Regions from separate parts of the Capsicum annuum genome. Here region 1 is linked to region 2. Evidence: chromatin contacts called from public Hi-C data. All regions are on one chromosome and are shown on one strand. The core of a region is the stretch at or near the end of the contact, and the rest is flanking DNA. Distances in the headings are between cores, read along the strand shown.

Evidence for each region. Hi-C and Micro-C count contacts between places; a contact is called where the count stands out from the background.
Region 1: a contact with region 2 is called in a Hi-C map of bud, with 4 times the contacts expected there. The contact joins the enhancer-like site here to the promoter of LOC107863793 in region 2. A contact is called at or near these places in 2 of 5 Hi-C or Micro-C datasets (bud and leaf).

What each region holds. Positions count from the first base shown.
Region 1 is chr3:63,100,456-63,106,999 of UCD10Xv1.1, reverse strand. LOC107863792 (sulfate transporter 3.1) reads right to left here. Exons shown (of 12, transcript XM_016709927.2): 6 at 5,501-5,617; 7 at 4,633-4,759; 8 at 3,485-3,771; 9 at 2,698-2,888; 10 at 2,511-2,593; 11 at 1,974-2,050; 12 at 1,438-1,869. The coding sequence ends at 1,684. Among protein-coding and RNA genes, the nearest start is that of LOC107863792, 6.6 kb to the right of the region's middle. Within about 2 kb of position 5,194, at least 4 of the 5 cell types and tissues checked have an H3K27ac peak or open chromatin away from gene starts, as enhancers often do. A contact at or near this core is called in bud and leaf, where this site is marked.
Region 2 is chr3:62,916,133-62,923,376 of UCD10Xv1.1, reverse strand. It overlaps LOC107863793 (serine/threonine-protein kinase Nek2), which reads left to right and starts at 1,476. Exons shown (of 15, transcript XM_016709931.2): 1 at 1,476-1,688; 2 at 2,698-2,867; 3 at 3,017-3,083; 4 at 3,569-3,634; 5 at 4,109-4,155; 6 at 4,285-4,330; 7 at 4,446-4,526; 8 at 4,617-4,659; 9 at 4,732-4,781; 10 at 4,862-4,943; 11 at 5,025-5,074; 12 at 6,075-6,148; 13 at 6,289-6,340; 14 at 6,466-6,921; 1 more. The coding sequence starts at 2,782.

The DNA of each region.
Region 1 (6,544 bases), core at 3,945-6,444, 180 kb before region 2:
TTCACCATTAGTTGAGGAAAAATGTCTTAGAAACCATACAAACAAACATACATGTATTTCTCTCTCTACAATGTAGTTTGAGATCATAGCTTTAAGCTAAGGCCAGTGAAGAAACTGAATAACTCCAGAGTTTCTTTATATGTTGGCCCAAATCATTGGAATACATACATTGTGAACCCGTGATAGTTAAATAACAATAGAAAAGACTATGAACGTTACATATAGCGGAAAATTATGTCACATATGACAAAGGCAGAATACAATTAAGTAATTACTCTCTAGTGAAATTACCACAATTGAATGAAATAAAGAGATAATGTGTCGGATCCGCTTAAAAAGCTTAATTGTTGAAGAAATTAAAAGATCATCAAAAGTAATGGGACCATGGTCTACGACAAGTCATGATGGTGGTAACTCCACTTAAGACTAAAGATTCCAAGATTTAAGTTCAAGGAGTACAAAATAGTTATGAATGATGATTCAACATTGTCAAAGAACTCAACTCATTCTCGTAATAGGACAATGTTAAACAAGGAGAAAACTTTAAGACTTTTTAATGGTTCCTAAATGTGACATGACATAATCAAATAATGCATCTACGATTTACACGTTTAAGATTCAACTATGAGAGTGTGAAGTGTTAGCTACTTTGTAGGGTTAATTTTCTTTACAGTCATGAAATCAACCAGTTTTATGGATGAAACAGGAGTAACATTGAGGACAAAAAATGGTTAAGAGTTGTGTGATTTGTATTGAGAACTATGTATCAAAGATTGATGGTTCAAGGATATTAGATCGATTGACTGCTCAAGTATGTCCAATATATATTCATTGGGAAGTTTAAAGGATAATCTATTTATTTAGAGACAGTTAATTCTTAACCGTGAATAACATAGTTTTTGCATGTTTTTAAACATATCACAATTCTTCGTTCATGTGGAGAATTATTGGATTTTTGGTGTGAATGGGGTCGAATCCATGACCTTTAAGTTGGATTGTGAATGAGAAATGTAGGGTGTTTTCCAATATTGGAGGAAAGAAGAATTTATTAGGTATAAAAGAAAAGCACTTCTACAACTAGCTTCAAGAGTTGGAAAGACGGCAAGCTTTTGTGCCATCGGATTCAAAATCTGTCGAATGATTTGGTTGATTGATTTTTTTGAATACAACGAAGAAAATTCTATTCTATCCTAAGAGGAAATCATCCAATACTTTAGTATGTTTGAGGGATCAAATTTCTGAAGGACACATAGTTTCTACAAGTTATAGATTAAACTTATACTTATTTTATTAATTTCGGTTTATAGGGTATGTTTAGTGGATAACAAGGATTCAAATATACAATCATACAAATGGTCTCAAATAGATGTAGAAGCAGGAGATGCATTTGTAGGTAAGTAAAATTTTCTGGCAATCTTGAGATGCTACAAATATATGTACAGGTAAAACAATTTTTCTTTAATTGAGCTTAATACCGTGTAACAAATGATATGGAGAAAAAAAAATCCTCCCAACTCTTTACGTGGAAGGTATAATGTCTATAAAATTTGGCAAACAACTCAAAGCTCAAATTAATTAAGCCAATATATGTTGCACAGCCTTGTTATACTTAAAGTCGATGCATCGCCATTAATAACATATATCTACAGATCAAATAACTTTAATATTGAAATTAAAGAGTTATCAAACGTTGTTGCTAAATGAACTATCGTCTGTGCCTGATTTTGGTTTGCAGGAGTGAAGCATGTAATTGCATGATTCCACAGCTTCCCCAACAGTAAGAAATATCCATTCTTGTCCTAGTGTTTCTATGAATTTGGATTTGTTCAATTTCTTCATTACCTCTGCACCTGGATTTGCCAATACAAGCTGCAACAATCCAACAAAAAAATCCATGTACAATATATTATACTTTTGTTGCATATATAATTAGCAAGTCATAAATTGCAAAAGAACTGTCAAAAGAGACCCACCTTGAGATCTCTCCTATCAAGATTTTTCTTGACTTCTTCTAGCATGCTAATTCCGCTAGTATCAATGTTGCCTACAGCTGCACATCATATAAAGACTATTACTATGATTTAATATATAATTTTTATATACATTGTCAACTAAAATCGACCTACAACAATAGTTAACTCTTCATATCAAACCTGATATGGTAACTCGAATAAAACAATGACAACCCACTATAGCTAGTAAATTACACTATGAGTTGAACATTCTTTATGTTTTGATCACTCATATATAACGTAAATCCTTTTAGCACATCTTTTGTTTCTTTTCTACTTTAATTACTTGCATAAAGAAATTTTCAAATTTCAAGGGTTTTATTTTCTATTAGTCTTCGATTTTGGTTATGGGGCCCAATTTAAATCCCAATTCTAAATTTTTTTGATTCGCAATGCTTAAACTCGAAGCTTCTGTTAAGGGTGGAGGATTTCGCACATCCTATCACAACATTTGGCAGTCAAACTTCAAAATCGTAAACATAGGAGATGTTAATTTACCTCCCATGTCAAGTATAACATATTGTAATGTCTCCCCAGAAGATTTTAACTTGTCTTCCTCATCGTCAATCCACCTTGAGATCCTATAAAAAGTGAAAATTAGAGTTCATAATTAGTGTTTATATGAATAAATTAGGAAGAGGATATAGTTTATAATATAGATATTGTAGAGTTAAATATTAATTACCTTTCTCTTAAGTAGCTAGCATTGGTAAAGTAAATGGGTGCACCAAGGTCAAGTATGAGAACGCCCCCAACACTGTCTGTGTTAGGATATTGCTCAACATTTCTATAAATCTGAGAATCTGGAATGTTACCAAGTACTAGTGTTCTTGGCCTCGATACAAATAGCAACACCCTCAACACCGATAAAGCAACCTGCATTTGTGTTAAATGCTTAGACAATTAAAAATGAAATCTTTGATTAATTGAAAATAAAGACAAGTTTAGCTAAAGAGAACAAAGTATTTATAATATATACGTTTAAGTTCTACGCAATGATGGTGCAAAAGAAAAAATAATTATAAAATCAAGTTATTTATAAGACAATTATATGTTATGATAACGTCCATTAATTAGAAAACTAGTAAAAAATGATAATTAACCTATGATCACAAGATAACCTACAATGCTAATGTTACCAATCTTAACACAATCAATGTTTAGCTAAGGGGTCGGTTCTATACATCGACATGGTGAAAGAAATACTTACATAATTAGTTCACTTAAAAGACAATTATTGATAACCATATATATGATTTAACTTATACATATGCTAACATTAGAATTTCTATTTGTACTGTCATGTAATTTTTCGTGTTGTAGTATGTTTCTGTTTTGTTGTCTAAGTAACTAGTTTCATTTATTATATATAGACATTAGCTATTTGCAATTATGATTTTAATCAATGTAATTATTCTTTGCACTATCGATCTATATAAGTTAAAAGACTGTTGTTAGGAAGGAATACGCACAGCAATGACTAAGCCAATTTCGACACTGGCAAAAACGACACCAAAGAATGCACTCATGCAGACCAAGAAATCAAATTTGTCAACATGCCACAGATGAATTGCAGCATTATAGTCGATGAGTCCGAGCATGGCAGCAACAATTATGGATGACAAGACCACTAATGGAGTGTAGTGGAACAATGGCGTTAGCACCAACAATGTAACCATGACTGCTAGTGCCATGACTATGTTTGATACTGCTGTCTTGCATCCTGCATTGAAATTCACCGCAGATCGAGAAAATGGCCCTGCAATTATATTGAACTTTTCCTAATTAACAACGTGATCAAATATCCATATCTACAAATTTGTAAGGAAATTTGACTTTTCGGTGATTTGTGTTTTTTTTGGACAAAGAACACATAATTTAGTGGTTTAGTGATTTTACTGTTACAAAAATTAATTTTGTAACTTTTGCCGCTAGAACCAGTTAATTTAGTGACATTATTATCAATGATAAACCAAGAATTGTTTTAAAAATGTTCAAGATTATATATATAAAATAATTTTTAAATTTTTTCGACGAAGCGTGGTGAACTGGCCACCCTTCACTACCTATGGTTATGCCACTGATTACTATTTACAAAATTAACTTTGTGACTTTAGTACTACAAGTAGTTAGTTTAGTGATATTACAGTTACAAAAAATATTACTTTGTGACTTTATTTAATATTACTAGGATCAAGTTTAGAGCCTGTTTGAATGTTTTAGCTTATATGCCAAAAGTCAATTTTAATTACTTGTGATCACTGTTGGCTTATTTTTGTTTTTTTTGGGCTTAAAATTAAGTACATAAAAAACTTTTTTTTTATTTCACAAATACTAAAAAAATGCTTAAAAACTATTTAATTAAAATTACTTAAAATAAACCAATCCAACGAAATCTTAGTTTCACCCTCCATTGCCACCTACTTTTTTACCATTTCCTTAATAAGATTTTGTCTTGTCTCTTTCTGCATTTATTTGCTACTTTTATTTTTGTCTGCTAGACATTATCCATGGTCCATATAATCACATGCTGATACATGGACCCGACTGAGACATGTTATTTCAGGTAAAAGTAGCTTTCAGGCAAATAAAAGAAAGAGAAAGAGTTGGGAATTGTTACCAGTAGTGAGGTAGCAGGAAGTGCAAGAGCCAACTATGTTCATCATACCAAAAGCAATCATCTCTTTGTTGCCATCTATATTGTAGTTCTTGTACATTGCAAAACTTCTCCCCACTGCTATTCCTTCCTGTCTCATCAGTCCCCATCAAAGAGTTTGATTTTATGAATATTTTTTGTCTTGAGATCATGATGAGTCTAACATAATCTTCATTTCTAAACATATTTTAATACTTACAACTACAAGTACATAGAATACAAAATCTAATTGGTAACTATCATTGAAAAGTCATCGGATTTTAAGTTCACGGCACTATATAGTTACATGATATGAATTGACCACTTATGTTTAATATTCGACGATCTTTTCAGCTCTTTACGTGACACAAACCTCAAGTCTACATGTTGATTAGCTATGTAGCTTGGATTTTTGAAAATTATAGATAATACTAAAGCTAACTATTTTCCCTTTGAAATTTTTCAAAAAAAAATTGTTCAGTGGATATTCTGACTAATATTTTGGTTGAATCAGTGGGAAAAAAATAGTAGTGTAAAAATGAGGAAGTTTTCCAGTGTTTCACCAAGAATATGTTTTCCCAGTGAGCAGGTATGATGGGAAAATGGATGGAATAATCATGCTTCATAGCACAAATTTCTCATTTAATGAGTTGGAAAAAATCTCTATTTCTAATAATGAGACAAAATATGAATGAGATAACATTTTTGAAAAGTCCAAACAACATAGTTGATAAGTAGAATAAGTGTTTTACCACTAGAACAAGTTTCACTAGTTAAATTCTAATCAAATTGTGACAAATAATGCAAAGTAGGTGAAGAACGAGGACAAAAATAAAGGTTGGAAAAAGCTTACAGCAAGAGAAACGACACCAGTGACTATGCCAGTTTTGATAGCTGTAGAAAGATAAGTGCCTCCAAATGACAAATCGGTTATTGACAATGGATTTAACCCTTTCTTCAGCTCCCCTATCTGTTCATTTTTTTTTCATCACATAAACCATATCCTGTTAGTCCACTTGTCCTTTAAATCATAAAACTCTCAAATTATCACATGCTATTTTTTGGCTTATAAATATTGAGTAGATAGAATAATAAAAATTAAAGAAGGGGAACTTAATTTGATCGTATCAAGCCCTTAATAAACAAATTACAAATTACATAAAAATCGAGTTAGATATTAACATCAAATGCATTGCAACTTCTATTCCAGGCCGTTACAGACCTACATTGATTTTATCCACTTACTATATATGAACTTTTATATTACAAAAAATAGTTTTAATAAACAAAGATATTATTGAGAACCCAATGTTAGAAAATAATTTTAGAGTAAAGGCAGCCAAGTAGCCGTAACTTAAAAATCCTGGATCCACCAGAGTGTAAGTTGGTAGGTAGGTAGAGATGTACACAACTAATTCTTCTTCTTCTTCTTTACGACTTGAATAAAGAAATTATCACATAATGATGGAAAGTTTTCATAACTCACGTCTCTCACTCTAATACCATAATATATATCTCAACAAATATGATGAATTATCAGCTACAATAATCCAAAAAAATTGCGTTCTATGTCATCAAATTTGAATGTTAAATTGAGCAAATTCTAGGAAAATGAAGTCGCCATTTAGAAATGTCTATTTCAAAATGTGAAAATACATTGGATAATGGGCAGAGCAATGATTCAATCAACAACACATATGCTGGGCCAGTGTTCTTTAAACATTGAATATCAGTTAATCATGGCATTGGTAGGTCGTCTATTTAGAGAAAACGTGTGCAATACCAAAACCACAAGAATCACAATACAACTTCAACACTTCAAACTCAATAATCCAAATAGCAGAAATATCACATCACTCCCCCACCATAGTGTTTATGTTGTGAAAATAGTATAATA
Region 2 (7,244 bases), core at 227-2,726:
TGGAGGTGATATGGCATGGCCACGTGGCTTTTTTTTTTACCTACGTGGCATGCTTGGTGGAATTTTGTTAGAGGGAAGGGCATTTTTGAGCCAAATATTTAACGGAGGGGCATTTTTTATCCTAAAAACTAACGAGAGGCATTTTTGATCCATTTTATATAGTTCAGGGGTATTTTTGAATCTTTTCCGTTCTAAAAATATAATAGATACAAAAGTAAACAAAATTAAATATTAAACTCACTAAACTTAAATATTAAATTTACCTCTACAGATAACACTGACAAAAAATAGCAATTACTCAATAAAATTATCGAGATATGAGCAAGTTAGTCTAGATATCATGATTATAAAGAAATCAAATTGAGGGGTCGTTAGGCCATGCAATATGAAGTCATGATTTGAAATGCTGATATGAAATCATAATTTGAAATTATGAGATGAAGTTGAAGTTTTGTTTGAACATGCAATTTGAGCTTTTTATGTTTTATGTTTTCTCATGAACATAAAAATCTCACAAGTTGTGAAAACTATCAAAATTACCCCAATTCTATAATCTTTATCAACGAAGAAAAAGTTTATCACAAAGTATAATGCACTATTACACAATTATTATAAAAAAAAATATAACATTTATTGATTAAACTTTAGTTCAATAAAAAAGTAAAATTGAACATGAGTTATAGTGTACTACTCTTCAATATAATCATCTCACATAGTTGATAGTACGGACCATCTGCTCTCGTTGAGTTTGCATTTCTCGATCAGATAATCGAGAAGACTAATCAACATTGTTACTTTGATTATTGTTGGTCAATATCATTAGTAACTATATCTTCATGTTCATGTACTATGAATATTTCATCACTCCTTTAATTCACTATGAAAAATTATATTTTTTAATGAATGAATTTGAGAAACTTATATTTTTTAATGAATGAATTTTCTAGTGGTAAAGTAGGAGTTGATTTGAAGTTATAATAAATTTAATGTTTGTGAGGGTAATAGTTACTGAGATATAAATAGTTTAAAGAGTAATAATATGGACTATAAATTCTTTTTACATATGAATAAATGAACAATGAAGTGCTTTTTTTTTTTACAAAACATTAACTTTTGTATTTGAAAATTTTCAAATCATGATTTGAAGTTTTCAAATCATTTTTTTAAAAAAATATTTGAGATTTTAGTCATTATATGAAATCATGACATAAAATTGAATAACTAATATTGATTTCATGTCATAATTTTATATCACAAATATGAAATCGCATTCGCATGTCGAAACGTAAGTAATAGTTAGTGGACATGTCAAGAATGTTTTCCTAACTAAGATAAAGAAATGACCCCTTCTAATTTAGACTTGGGGATGGGACAACTTTCAAGTTTGTTCAGCCCCATGACTTACTTGTGGGACAAAAAATTGATTTTAAAAAAACGAAAGAACTTTTTGAAATAAATAAAAGAAGAAAAGGAAAAGTTTGAAAATGTCACATTTGAAAGGGGGGCATCATCTCTTTTTGCTTAGTTTACAATTCTTTTACCGCTCTCCATTCTCTTTCTTTCTCTGTTCACTGAATTAAATAATTCAACAACTAGTCTCATTCTCCCTTCAACTAATCGAATGGCGTTCCTGTTTTCGCATTTCCATTAGCGCTCTTCTCCCAATTCTTCTTCGTAATCAGTTTCAGGTACGTAATGGAGCATAGTATTTGATTTTTCCATGTTTATCGGTTCAACATTTTTCAAACTCGGTATTATATTTTGCTTTTCTGTGCGTTACATTTTGTTTTAGGAGTTCTTTGTGAGGCCTTATTGTTTGGCAATTAGGTTTAGTATTTGTTTTTACTTCGAGCGGTTGATAACCGTGGTGTCCAGACCAGCTTTCTCACCCACCCCGACTAATTCCACGGAATATTTCTCACAAGCAACAAGTACCATTTAACTCTATCCCGTCTGCAGTTGTCTTTGAAGGTTTCAAAATGGAGTCTTTAGGTGGCGTTTTCCCGCTTTTTGGTGCTAATTGCCACTGTCTTTTCCTTTATATATTTCCTATGCTGAGGGCTTAAGAGCTTGTACAGCTTCTGAAATCTTATGCAAGGCGTAGAACTACTTGGATTACGTTTTTTCATGTATATACTGTACTCAAGGATCGAGAAATTGTGTTTTTTGATGGAAATTTATGGAATAACCTAAACTCCTGATTAGAATTTCTTAGTGATTAGTTGTATGTACGAATTGATTAATTTATTACATTTTCAAATGGTCTATGAAATTCGAATTGTACCCAAGGGTGTGGCATGGTACTCAATGAAGTAGGTTGAGAACATGAAGTTAGGTTCAAATCCTAGTAGAGAAAAACAATAAGTGATTCTTCCCATCTGTCCTAGCATTGGTGGACAAAGTTACCTGGCACCTGGTACTGTTGCTGGTGAGAGCTTGCAATATCCTTGGAATTAGTCGAGGTGCGAGAAAGTTAGCCCTGAACACCACGGTTATCAAAAAAAAAAGTTGAATTGTCTCTAGATATTCAAGACGTTGTAAATATTTGCTATTATTTTCGTCCTGTAATGACTATTGAAACACGCTCTGGATTGAAGAGGTGATGCTAATGCTTTCTGCTGAGTGCTTAGCAAATTCCTGTGTTTTCAAAAAAATTCTAATAGATGCATTTTCTGTTGATGTAAAAGATGTTTGCAGGTTGTGCGACGATATATCACCTGTGAAAAAATTACATCTGGATTGAAATCTGTTTGAAGCAAAAGTGGTCTTCTAGCTCATAAGATGGAAAATTATGAGATTTTGGAGCAGATTGGGAAAGGTTCCTTTGGCTCTGCACTACTTGTAAGGCATAAACAAGAAAAGAAGAAGTAAGGAGATGTGCAACCTTTTCTCAGTCCATCTGTTATACTTTGTTCTTTGTTACTGTGTCCATTTTATGTCATGAATTATTTCATTATTGTGGTGTTCTCTTTATTTTGATATCTGACTTTTCTCTTCTTTTGTTCTGTTCCTAAAGATATGTTATGAAAAAAATCCGCTTAGCTCGCCAAACAGAGAGAACACGCAGATCTGCCCACCAGGAGGTTAGCGTTTATTTTACTTTCTTTGTGATCTGAGAGGATGAACAGGCTAGTCACGTTTTTTCTATAGGGATCTCCTGAAGAGTCTGAAGACATCTGCATATCTTGGCATCTAGAGAAGAAATTTCAGAAGCACTATAGGATTCACTATAATTGTCTTAAATTGTTAAGAAGTTACACAATGAACTGCACATTCTTACCTGATTGGATGAAAGTTAAGTATGCGTTAGGGTTAAACATTTACCAAACTCTTTGATTTGATAAAAGCCACACAGCAATGAAAAGCCTTTTGTTTATAAAGTGAAGTAATAATCAGTTTTGTTGAGGACAATGATACTTGCTTTTCTTAAATGCACCTTGAAAGCTTTAACTCGGCTAGATCTATTCTGCCTAATCTCTTTCTTCCTTCTTTTTTCTTGAGAAAGACTAGGGAATCTGGACGTGCAAGTTTCTATGTGCAATTCTGAACTAAGTTCTTTATTTTTCAGATGGAGCTGATCGCAAGAGTACGAAATCGATTTGTGGTGGAATACAAAGATTCCTGGGTGGAGAAGGTCTGTGCATACTCTTGTCCTTCCACAATTTCACTTCAGAAATATATAAGGAATCAACATACATGTGATAACTTGTCTACTCATGTCAATTACTTGTGGCTGCTCACAATGTGATCAACATGAAAGATTGTTAAGTGGAAGCTTACAAATTGTACAGAAAGTTGCCCATACGGGTTAAATGTTGAGCTATATACGAATTAGAACTGCTTTTTAAGTGAATACTCAGCCCTTGTGCATTGTTATTGTTCAAGGGATTTTGATTAGAATATGCATCTAGGTATCTAAAGGTGTCAGAGGTATATTGATTATTCAAAATGGTTAATTTGGATTTTACTGGGAAAAAGGTGGTGCTACAAATCCAATTTTAGCAAATATTCTTAAGTTTTAACAGACCAATACATGGAGTGGTACATAAGTTATCTTAGATATGCCTAAACCTTTGAGTTGTTCGTAATGTGGTATCCCAATTTTCAGGGATGCTACGTGTGCATTATTATTGGGTATTGTGAAGCTGGTGATATGTAAGTCATCTTTCCTTTTCCTATGAACTAATTTCAGAATATTGGACCTTAAGGCCTGAGCACCTGAATCTAGTTGCTTATGTTTTTCTGCCTACTTGTCGTTTGATCATCTCTTCATTCTTTATACAGGGCAGATGCTATTAAGAGAGCTAATGGTGTTCTTTTCCCTGAGGAGGTCGTTATTAACATTTACATTTCCTTCTGACTCATACCCTCCTGCCTCCACCAAATTTAATTCCTAATATTGAGACCATTTCCTTTCCTGAATTCTAATACTGACTGATAAGCAGAAGCTTTGTAAGTGGCTAGTTCAACTGTTGATGGCACTTGATCACTTGCATACAAACCATATAATCCACCGTGATGTCAAGGTGAATTGCATATCTCTTCTATGTTATTCCATAAGGTTTTTCTTTCTCTATTTCATAGATTTGTTAGTTGATTTAACTTTTTTGCTCCAGTGTTCAAATATTTTTCTGACTAAAGAGCACGATATACGTCTAGGTAATCCCCTTACCGTATAACTTGAAGTTGGGTTGATTGTCTTTTAGTATTCATTTCAAGAGTTGTTTTCAGGTGATTTTGGTCTTGCTAAAATACTGTCTACCGATGATCTTGCTTCCTCTGTAAGTAACTTGTCTGCGAATATTCTGTATTTGTGCTTGTTGATTTGATTAGTCTGGTGATGAGGCATGTTGGTTGTCAGGTTGTGGGCACTCCAACTTATATGTGTCCAGAGCTTCTCGCTGATATACCCTATGGTTGCAAATCAGACATCTGGTCTTTGGGTAACTCTACCTTTCCTTGCTTCACATGGAATCACTTTTAGTTTAGATGCAAGCAGCTTTGCTGACTGTTTGCATATCCAGGTTGCTGCTTGTATGAAATGACTTCTCACAAGCCGGCATTCAAAGCATTTGTAAGTCATGAAATAGTACTTTCCAGACTATGAAATTCTAGTACCATCATGAGCTATATAATCAATTACCAAATCATAGGTACAGCTGACAGTTTTAGGGAACATACTGGCAATTCAGATGGCATATTTGTTTTTTAAAATAGTATCTGCTATAAATATTAACTTTTAGCATATGGGCCATTTATGTATGATTGGTATACACTTCCATGCAAGAAGTGAGAGCTGGAGTGGTAATTCAAGGATGCAGTTAGAGAAATTGTAGATTGGTTGAAAATGGGAGTACCTCTCATCATGAGTGCAAGCAGTGAAATAAATGGAGGAAAGCACTCCGAGTGGGGTTAGAGTTGCAGAAGTTAACATTGCCTTTCCAATCAAAAGTGGTGCAACTGTTAGATGTAACTCTGGCTTCCTGCTGGTTCTTTGGCGAGGCTATTTGTGTTGATTTTAATCCATGCCTTATGCTGGCTCTGAGAGAAATGAACTGCACAACCATGTTTGGTATTGCTGAGTTCCCCTTAATGGTGTACGGGTGTGGGAGCTAACAAAGATACATTGCCAAACTATGGGCTTGTAAGAGCTTGTAGCCTTGATAATAGTTGTCTTGAGACCAGCATCAAGGAACCCTTACATGGCATTTTGTGCTTATCATCGTGGTTGTGCTAATAAATTCCACAGTAATTCTGTTGCTTTCTGCATTTCAAATCCATTTTTTAGGATATCCTCCTATGACTCTTTCCATGGGCTGATGGGCAGAGTAGCCCTTCATTACTCTATCAATAAGCGAGAGCAACGGTGCTTACACTTATGGTGTATAACTTTTTCTACCTTGAACTAGTGGATGTAGTTCTTTCTTAGGATTTTGACATTCATTAACTATTGATTTTCATTTCTTTTTACTTTTATTAGATTTTCGGTTTCTCATCATGAAATCAATTAATGTTTACCTGAAATATGTTTATTGTTGTAATACTTTAAATGACCTCCAGTGATTTTAATGCAGGATATGCAAGGTCTAATTAACAAAATTAACAAATGTATTGTTGCTCCACTTCCCACCATGTATTCTGGTGCACTGTGAGTAAATTATCTTTTGCACATTATACGCTACCCATTTTTGTGCTTATTTCGTCAAATTGGTAGTCTTTGTGCTACAATTGGATTAATATATGTTTGCTATTCTGTTGCTAAAATTATTGTTTTTTCTTTCTTGGCAGCCGTGGCCTTATTAAGAGTATGCTAAGGAAAAATCCAGAACTCAGGCCAAGTGTAAGTATCACTCACTTCCTCATTGTTTACTATTTACTTGCTAAGTGCATATTTGAGCGGCATGAAGAACCAAGGGCGTTTACTGGACTTTTTTTACTCTAATTCTCTTCCAACTGTTGCTCCAGGCTGCAGATTTACTCCAACATCCCCATCTTCAGCCCTATGTTTTAAAAATCCTTCTGAATTCTGACAGCCCGAAACAGCACAAGTTCCCAGTCCAATCTTCTAATTCAACACATGCAAAGAAAAAAAGATTGTCTGAGCCCAGAAATGCTCCAGTCTTAAATGAAAGGGAGCTGAGGCGATTGTCCAGTGATAGGGCTTTGAATCCTAGTGTTTCTGGAATTGACTCCCCATGTTTATCTCGGAGAGCAAATGATCTAATGAGCTCTTTGAAGAAAAATTTTTCAGAGCCGTCTGTTGAAAGTGCTCCTTATGACCTTGGTGTAAATAGTTCTGCTGTCTCAAAGTTGTCGGCTGCTGTCAAAACTGTGCAATTCAATCCAAATAGAAATCCCACACCTCACAGGAGACAGAGCACTCCTTTAAAGATGTCCAATGCTGGTTCTACCCGTGAACTGGTAAGTTTCTGGTGGAATAGCATCATAAAGAACTTCAATTTTAAAGTCAAAACAAATGAATATAACTCCAGACAGGAATCGTCAATTCTTGTCCTGATTCTATATTATTGAGCTTATACTTGTAATTTTCCAAGGTTTGAGCTTTCATCTAGAGTTTGAATATTTACACACATATGCAGCTTCCAGTGACAAATACACCAGTCAGCCAACCTTCCAAGTCAACACGTAGAACATCTCTTCCTTTATCAAGAAGATCTGGGAAGTTGGAATCACCTTACAAACACAATGTTGGTCTTGTTCACCAAGTGGAGTCTCCCAATGTT